3 separate regions of the Mus musculus genome follow, and all the other regions are linked to region 3. The links are chromatin contacts, called in public HiChIP or PLAC-seq and capture Hi-C maps. All regions are on one chromosome and are shown on one strand. Each heading gives the region's core, a stretch centred on a gene start, on an enhancer-like site or on the middle of the called end of the contact. The rest is flanking DNA. Distances are from core to core; before and after follow the strand shown. Region 1 holds the start of Tsku (tsukushi, small leucine rich proteoglycan). Region 2 holds the start of Spcs2 (signal peptidase complex subunit 2 homolog (S. cerevisiae)). Region 3 holds the start of Dgat2 (diacylglycerol O-acyltransferase 2).

Region 1 (2,916 bases), core at 374-2,873, 820 kb after region 3:
ATGGTAGCTGCAGACAGGTATTTCTTTTTGACTCCCCATCTCCCTGAATTCTCCCAGTGTGTTCAATAAACCTATTCCCCTTCCCCTACTTTGGTCTAACTATTAATTCTTTCACCAACTCTACATCATTCCTCTTGTATTCCTACTCCATAGGAAGAGGAGTTCAGACTCTGCCCAGGAGGCTCCAAGAAAATTGGTAGTATAGCACTAAATTGTAAGGGTGACCCTGCCCACTTGGATACGATTTCAGACGAGGCCACAGTAAAAAGATTCCCCTAAAGACCTCCTATTCCCAAGGATGATGGATTTTTTTTTTCTTTCCCTCTTTTGGCTTTTTGAAACATTCTTTCTCCAGAGCTAGGCTTTCACACTGACAGTTATCCTGCCTCCCCCTCCTAGGAGACAGGGACCATTGTCCCCTCTCCTCATTAATAGCAGGGTTCAGCCCAGGTGAGTCCCCAGGGCCACATGGTGGAGGGAAGGGAAGGGTCTGAACAACCACTTTCTTCTGAGTGTGAACTTGACTTTGCTGACTGGGAACTTCCTTTTCCTCGGGCAGACACGCACAAGCCCAAGCAAAGATTTCTGTTTTTAAATAATAAGGAAGAAAGAAATGAAAAGACTGTGTGCAACAAGCCTGGGCCACGGCAGGGAAACATGGCTGGAGTTCCCCACCCAGGGGCCCTTTCCAAGGTGGCAAGTTCCTGGGAGGTCCAGAGACAATACCACACTTCCCTCTAACCCTTTACTTCCCTCTGGAGATAGGCACTGTCTGGGTATGTGGATAGAAGTACCTGCAGCAGGCAATTTCTCTCTTCACTCATGTATTTTTTTTCAAACACACACATGTCATATATCATATATATTTGCATATATATATATATATATATATATATATATGCAAATAATTTCGGCAGAAGAGGATGGAAGACTTAAGCCGCTACTACAGAGCAGTTTCCCTTCTTGGAAATCCAGCCAGAAGTTGACTTTCCCTCCAGGAAAAAAAATATGTCTGTTAAGTCTGTTGCTTTCTCCCTCACTTGGTGTCTGCCAGCTTTCCTGCTTTTGCTCTCTCTCTCTTCTGTTCTGCCTTGTCTCTTTTCTCAAACACACCCATTAGTGACTCTGGACCTTTTTTAAAACTTTTTTTTTAAGTGGGGTAGGGGAGAATTTGAGAGAAAAACCCTCACCCACCCATTCTTGCCAACTAATTCTGCTTTCCTACACACACACACACACACACACACACACACACACACACACACTGGCGACCTCCAGATGTTCCCGACCCAGCGGCCATCTGCTGAGATTACTGGGACGCGCAACTGAAGGAAGGCAGAGGGGGCAGGGATCCGGGTTGCAGGAAGCTGGGAGAGGCCTTGTGGAGTAGGAGGGAACCGCGCACTTTTTAGACGCTCCCTAGGGTGGAACCCGTGCTCGGCCGGCGGGGGCAGGGCTGCTAAAACGCCCCCCTAGACTTGCACTTTAACGACGCTCCCTGAGCTTCCTGGCCTGTTGCCGGTGCAGCCACTGGGTGCCGAGCAAGGGGAGCCCGGCGGCGGGCGGGGACGTGGGGCGGGACGAGCGGCGCGGAGAAAAGCGCCGGCCCATGGGCCAACGCCGGGTCGCCTAGGTGAGCGTGCCGAGGCGACAACTGCAGACCTGCCAGGTGGGTGCTGTCGGGAGGCGCAGCGAGATCGGCGCGCATTTGGAGGTTTGGAGCCCGGGACTCCAACCTCACCGCCCCATCCCGTGAGCAGGCCAGCGCGAGGGGCGGGTCCGGGTCCTGCCAAGGCCCCTCAACTTTTCCGGGACACCGAGCCATAGAGTCGGGGGAGCAAGGGTGAGGGCTTTCAGGAGACAAAGGCTCTGCCTGGGGGTCGTGGGCGTGGGCCGGCGCCTCCAGGGTCTTTGTAAGAACACGTGCATCTCACGGTACTGGGTCTTTTGTGGATTTGGGTTCGGAAGCCAGCATCTGCCTTGCCTTTGTGTGTGCGTGGCTTTGCATGGCTATCTCGCTCCAGTGTCCCCGTTTTGCAGCCTTGCGTTTGGTTGTGGGGACCGGTGGGCGCTCCTAGTGTCCGCATACGTGGTCTATGCTTGTCGACGTGTCTGAGTTGAGTATCTGTGGGGTATGTGCGCACTGAGAGCCCTGAAGCTGCCCCGACTCTCTGCTCCCTTTCTGTCCATCGTTTTCCCCCTACTTGGCTTCAAACTTTTCTCTGGGTTCCTCCGGCAACGCCTGTTGGCAGCCCTTCTCTGTCTCACCTCCGGAGGTCCTTTGAGCCGGGAGGGGATGAGATGGATTTGGTGGGTTGGGGGTGATCTGCAGTGCCTGGCGACTGGCCCGGGCCAGGACTGGGCGGAGCGTGCGGGACACCCTCACTGGACCCCAGTGGGAGGAGGGAGGGGACACCGCTGGTCTGGGCTCCGGCCTGAGGCCAGAGACCCGGGAATAGCGTACTGCTGGCAGTAGTCTGCTCTGCGCTCCGGGGACAGAGTGAGTGCGGACTGAGATCAGTCTGTTTGGTGGAGAGACTTGATTGGCTTTGAGTTCCGGCTCTGCTTTAACCCGACCCCAGAGTGAGGGGACGAACCTTCCAATCCAGTAGGTGAGAAAAGCCACGGTTTGTCTGCATCCGGCCTGCTCGCGGCCCCTAGCCCTGATTGGGCTGTGATGAAAAGGGGCTTTCCACACACTAGTTTCCCAAGGGATGGCCAATGGCTCACGTAGGGCACGGGCGTGTTGCAGAGCCCGTTGAGATTCGGTCACTGATGTGGATGAAGTGAGAAGAACTCTATGCCGTGGGAGCGGAGCGCACCGTGGTGGTAACCAGCGTGGCGAGCTTAGCTGAAAGCGGCTCCCGCCCACACTTGGCCAGGCTCAGAGGTGACTCAAACTTTGATCCTTTCTTG
Region 2 (2,700 bases), core at 138-2,637, 680 kb before region 3:
AAGGCCTGCATGCGTTTATCTGGGGTCACCATTTCAAAGAATGGTTGGCCCCTGCATGCTGGTGTTTCTGCAGAATAAATGCTCTTTGTTTTTGTATACTCTCTGAGCCTGGGGTCTTCTTTCAGTGATTTTTGGACCCTTACAACTGGAGTGGCCAGGAATTGCTTAATCGAGGATGAAATCTAATCTGCTATTCTTTAGTGATCATGTGAACATAGCCTTGCCAAGAACATTTTGTCTCTTTCATTCAGAGGTATATTCTAAGTGTGTAGAACAGGACTGAGTACATGCTAAGCGATTCAGAGGCTGGGCATGGTATTATACACCTTTGGTTCCAGCACTAAGGAGTCAGAGGTAGGTGGATCTCTGGGAGTTTGAAGCCAATTTGTCTACACAGTGAGTTTCAGGACAGCTAGACCTAATGGTGAGACCCTGTCTCAGAAAAACAAAACAAAATGTCTAGCGAATTCAGTATCTGGCGGATCATCTGTACACATATGGAAAATATGTAGGTATAAAAACTAAATAATGCAATGTAATATGGCATAAAGTGATATTACTATGAGATATCCCAGGTCTATTTTCCTTATATGCCTTAGTTTCAGTGTCAAGTTTTTTTGGTGCTCAATATTTTTTTCTCTCAATATTTATAAAAATCACATTGTCAAACTGGAAACATGCTTTTAAGTTTAAAAAACTAAAAAGTTGGTTTTAAGTGTGTTCTGACTTATGCTCTCTGGCTTCTGAAAAATTCCTTTTCTTGTCTATACAGCATTATCCTGAGACAGACACAGAATGGGTGGATGTAAGTGCATGTAGGGCACTGCCTAGCACACAGTAGGCACTCAATAAATGATAGTTCTACAGGAAACATTACTAACAGCTGAGATTATGGTTACTTCGGAGAGAATAATCGAGCTGATATTCTACCTTCAGGGACAGAAAGGGGTGAAGAGCAGGCTCTACCTCCCTTCTTAGGACACAACATCTGGGGCTGGAAAGACTCATAATTCAAGCAAAATTAAGTTTCCAGCCACACCTGCCTTCGGCGTCGTTTCCGCCTCCGAAGAGCCCGCGGAGGCGATGTCCCTGTCAGGCGGAGTGCACGCCTGCAAGCCTCACGGGAATCTCGGAGTCGCTCCACGGTGGCGCTTGCCACAGCCTTCCCCACCCACTCCTTAGTAACCGCGAGGATGTGGCTAGCAACGGAGGCGGCAACCGGCGACGGCAGATTCTAACTACAAGTCCCGTCAAGCCCCGCGGCCTCTTTCAGCCCTCATCAGCACACCAGACTACGGATCCCGATGGGCTCTGCGCTGCCTATCACATGAGCAGCTTCAGCCAATCGGCTTCGGACAAGTCGTATGGGAGGGAGACACGGAGGGAGACAAGATGGCAGCGTCGGCGTCGCAGGGTGGGAGAAGCGGCGGTGGCGGAGGCAGTAGTGGGGCTGGCGGCGGCCCCAGCTGCGGGACAAGCAGCAGCCGCAGTGGTTTGTTGGATAAGGTGAGGAGCTTAGTCCTGGGGACAATCTAGAGCCCGGGGAATGCCCAGGAGCTGGTGAGCCCAGCTTCCCATCCCCACCCCCTTATTTTCTGTGGCTCCTTGAGCGCTCCTCCGTAGCACACGAACGCACACTTGTAACTTGCCCTCTCTACACGTTGGAAAACAATCCTTCCCTTTAGTCGTCTCTTTAAGCAAGTGCTGCTGGTCCCTAACCGCCACCGCAGCTTCTCGTAATTATGGCAATATTTCACCATAATGATCACGTTTCTATTGTGCTAGGAGGGCCACTCTTGAAAATGCCCATAACATCAACGTGGAAAATGGAACTTCTAAAGAAATTGAAAGAATCTCCTCGAAGTCAGTATTCCCCAAACCCTTCCACCATCATCCTCGCGTGTTGCTACAGAGCCCAAAGAGTTCCTTGGCCTTTAAAGTTTTTAAGGGTTTTTTTTTTTTTTTTGGTTTCTTTTAATTTTTTCATGATATGTCAAATAATGAAATATTCGTATGTTGACTTCCCTTGCTGGTCTGATAGGAAGCCTTAAGATTCTTTGTCCCTCTTGGGTTCCCTGCCTTTCTCTTCCCCTGCGTGGCCTTTTCTGTCTGTACCAGCTGACTGCTTTCCACTCTGCCTACACAATTTCTAAAGAATTTCACGTCCTTGTCCATAAGGGCTTAAAGGAAAGAGTCAGGGGAGGAACGCTGCTCCTGGATTGACCATCTTGCCCCTTGCACAGCAACTTGCAAGAGACAGTTGCCTGAAAAACGGGCCTGGCATTAGTTTTGCCTCTAGCTCTGTGTCCTAAAATGTGCCTGTTCTCCTTATTGCCTTCCTTATTCTGTAGAATGAGGGGTTTAGTCCAGCATACCTTCTGGCCCCCTTCCAGGGTTGTCCTTCCCAGCTGATGTGATGAGGGTGAAGCATGGTGCTTTCATATAGTAAACCACTTTTCTTGAAACATTTTAATCGAAATGCTCTATTACTCCTCTGTGTGGAACAGATGGCTAGGGCTTAAGAGATGGATGCCTGATCATCCCGCATTTGTGTAGCTTCCTACATGGTAGGCAGCACTCCACCACTGACCCACGTCCCCAGTTCCCCTTGTCTTTTGGAGGGTCCTTAGAGTCAAGTTTGAGACAGGGTCTTGCTGTGTAGCTAAGCTGGCCTGGACTGGAACTGGCTTTGTGCAGGAT
Region 3 (2,837 bases), core at 123-2,622:
CCCAATCCAGACATGCTGACTGATGCTGCCCTTCGGCTTGTGCTCACACCCTCATTCTGCGGAACTCCTCTTCCTCTGTGGGCAATGGGAATGAGTCCCAGTGCCTGTAGTGAGCTTAGTCCATATACCTCAGTTCCTCAATTCTCAAAGCCTCTCACAATACAATCACGGGTGTTCCCGTTTTTACAGATGTGAAAGAAAACTGAAGCTGCAAACTGCGAGTGGTGGCACATGCCTTTCACTCAGCACTAGAGTCAGACAAAGGTGCATCTCTATAAATTCAGGCCAGCCTAGTCTACATAGTGCCAGGACAGCCAGGGCTACAAGGAGAAACCCAATTTCTAAAAAGAGAAAAGAAAAGAAAAACCAAAACATCAACATTCACACAACCCTCAACCCCACACCCTGCCCCCCTCCGGCAAACCAAGCCAAACAAAAGACACCCTGAAGTTGAGGAAAAGAGAGGAAGAGAGGTCTGGAACTGGGCTTGAAGTCCATCACTCACTATGCTTGTAGTATTGCCTTTGTCTTTGGTGTTTGGAGACAGGGTCACTATGTAGCCTGGGCTGGCTTCAAACTCTTGCATACATACAGGAGAGGGAGGGAGAGAGAGAGAAGAGGCGAGAGAGAGAGAGAGAGAGAGAGAGAGAGAGAGAGAGAGAGAGAGAGAGGAGAGAGAGAGAGGAGAGAGGGGAGAGAAGGGGGAGAGAGGAGAGAGAAGAGGCGAGAGAGAGAGAGAGAGAGAGAGAGAGAGAGAGAGAGAGAGAGAGAGAGAGAGAGAGAGAGGAGAGAGAGAGCGAGCTGCTAGGATTGTAGGATTACAGGTAGTAGACTCCATCGCTCTAGGTTCCTTCCTGATAAGACTCAATCACTCCTATTTTTTTGCTGGTAAAAGGAAAGGCTGCGGCACTTGGGTAACTGTCAGGTCCAGCTGTAACCTAACGAATTCCAACACTACTCACTGCAGGCTAGGCCTGCCCAAGGAAAGCACAGCCAAAAGGGACACAGGCACCCGCACGGTCCGGATCGTCCCGCACGTGCTCAAACTCCCTGCCCACGTTCCAGCTGCTGGACCGTACTAACGTCTGAGAGAGAGGCTTGGGAGAATGACAAGGCGGTCGCTGGGGCAACCAGGAGTAGTTTCATACACCGGGACTCCGGCTCCCTTGCCCGTATTCTATAGACTCTGAACCGTACAGTTCAGGCCATGCTGCCTTCCTGGGCTCTGTGCATAGTTTATCGCCGGGAGTCTCACCCCCTACAAGAACATGGCACAGTCCGGGGCGGACCCTTTTGCCCCGCCCTATAGCGTCACGACCCGCCCCGTTGTGAGGTTATAAAGTGCGCGCGCAGCGGCGCTCGGCGCCGTGGCCGCGCTTCGCTGGCTTTCTGCTCATCTAGGGTGGCAGCGGCTACCTACCTCAGCTCTCGCCCTGCTGCCGCCACGGCCTGGGCGCTGTCCCTCAGCTCCCGGAGCTCAGCGCGAAGCCCTGGCCCCGGCGGCCGGGGCATGGGTCAGGGGCGCGGCGTGAGGCGGCTTTCTGCACGGCCGTGACGTGCATTGGCTTCAGCATGAAGACCCTCATCGCCGCCTACTCCGGGGTCCTGCGGGGTGAGCGTCGGGCGGAAGCTGCCCGCAGCGAAAACAAGAATAAAGGATCTGCCCTGTCACGCGAGGGGTCTGGGCGATGGGGTGAGTGTCAGTCATCCCTAGGGCTTTCATCCTGAGGGCACCCACAGCAAGACGACTTTCAGGAAGGGACTTTGGCCAAAGCGTGCTGCCCTGTGCTGGACGGACGGCTAGCTAGTTCAGGTCGGAGTCCCAGACAATTATTTCCAGTTTTTAAAAGGTCTCGCCTTGTAGCCTAGGCTGGCTTCCAACTCTTAATCCTCCTTCCTTGGCATCCCAGGTGCTGTGATTGCAGGTGTGCCACTACAACTAGCTTCTCTTTAGGGGAACTTGACTCTTCTGCATCCTGTCATTTGGTTAAGGATGAGGCAAGATTCATGCTTAGCTCGGCTGGTTACCCAGTTTGAGCCAGGCAACCTGGTATCCTAGGCTAGCCTGGCTTCATTCTCCATCCTGGTACTCACTAATGTTGCAACACGTGTTACATCACTTGCCATCCCCCCAGCTGCTGAGGGCGACACCACCCACTCAGCTCAGTTAGTAGTGATATTTCACTCTCCAGCCCCCAGTACTGATCTACCTCACAAGGTGGAGCAGGATTTGGCTGGGAGGAACTGGATGGGGCAGGGTGGTAAGTAGGGTTTTGTAATCCCCTGAAACAGTCACTGGATGGAGAACATGCCTGCCTGGAACCAGGTGTGCCCCAACTGCCCTCTGCCCCAGCTTTTGTGGGCCAACCCAGACTGTGAAGCCCTCACAGCGCAACCCTGAGTCTGACATACTTAGAAGAGGGGTGGGAAACCCTTGGATTTTTTTCGTTTGTTTAGTCTGTGTAACAGCTCTGTTTGTCCTGGTATTCTATAGACCAGGCTGGCCTTGAACTCACAGAGATCTGCCTAAGTTGATTATCCTTCTAGAAGTTGTGTCTGCCTTCAAGATAGAACCGAGGCCTTCAGTGAATGGGGAAGGGGGGCATACAGTTCAAATCACACCTCAGCCTTTTCCATACAAGGCAAAGCACCCCACGTTGCTTAGCTGAAGCTGCAGAAACTGAAGGAGGAGGAACGAGCTACCCCAGTTTTCCTTAGAAAGGGCAGCGGTGATGCACACCTTCAATCCTAGGACTTGGGAGGCAGAAGCAGGCAGATCTCTTGAGAGTGAGTCCAGCCTGGCTTACAGGATGAGTTAGTTCCAGGACATATTAGTT

The links. HiChIP or PLAC-seq counts read pairs in DNA pulled down with a chosen protein or histone mark. Capture Hi-C pulls out chosen DNA fragments and counts their contacts.
Region 1: a contact with region 3 is called in a FOXA1 HiChIP or PLAC-seq map of pancreatic cancer cells. The contact joins the promoter of Tsku here to the promoter of Dgat2 in region 3.
Region 2: a contact with region 3 is called in a capture Hi-C map of macrophages, with 2.7 times the contacts expected there. The contact joins the promoter of Spcs2 here to the promoter of Dgat2 in region 3. A contact is called at or near these places in 1 of 39 promoter capture datasets (embryonic stem cells) and 1 of 9 other capture datasets (macrophages).

The regions. Positions count from the first base shown.
Region 1 is chr7:98,359,995-98,362,910 of GRCm38.p6, reverse strand. Tsku (tsukushi, small leucine rich proteoglycan) reads left to right here and starts at 1,623. Exons shown (of 2, transcript NM_001024619.3): 1 at 1,623-1,669.
Region 2 is chr7:99,857,570-99,860,269 of GRCm38.p6, reverse strand. It overlaps Spcs2 (signal peptidase complex subunit 2 homolog (S. cerevisiae)), which reads left to right and starts at 1,387. Exons shown (of 5, transcript NM_025668.3): 1 at 1,387-1,506. The coding sequence starts at 1,393. Xrra1 (X-ray radiation resistance associated 1) reads right to left here and starts at 1,052. Exons shown (of 19, transcript NM_001164258.1): 1 at 1,040-1,052.
Region 3 is chr7:99,181,248-99,184,084 of GRCm38.p6, reverse strand. It overlaps Dgat2 (diacylglycerol O-acyltransferase 2), which reads left to right and starts at 1,372. Exons shown (of 8, transcript NM_026384.3): 1 at 1,372-1,693. The coding sequence starts at 1,573.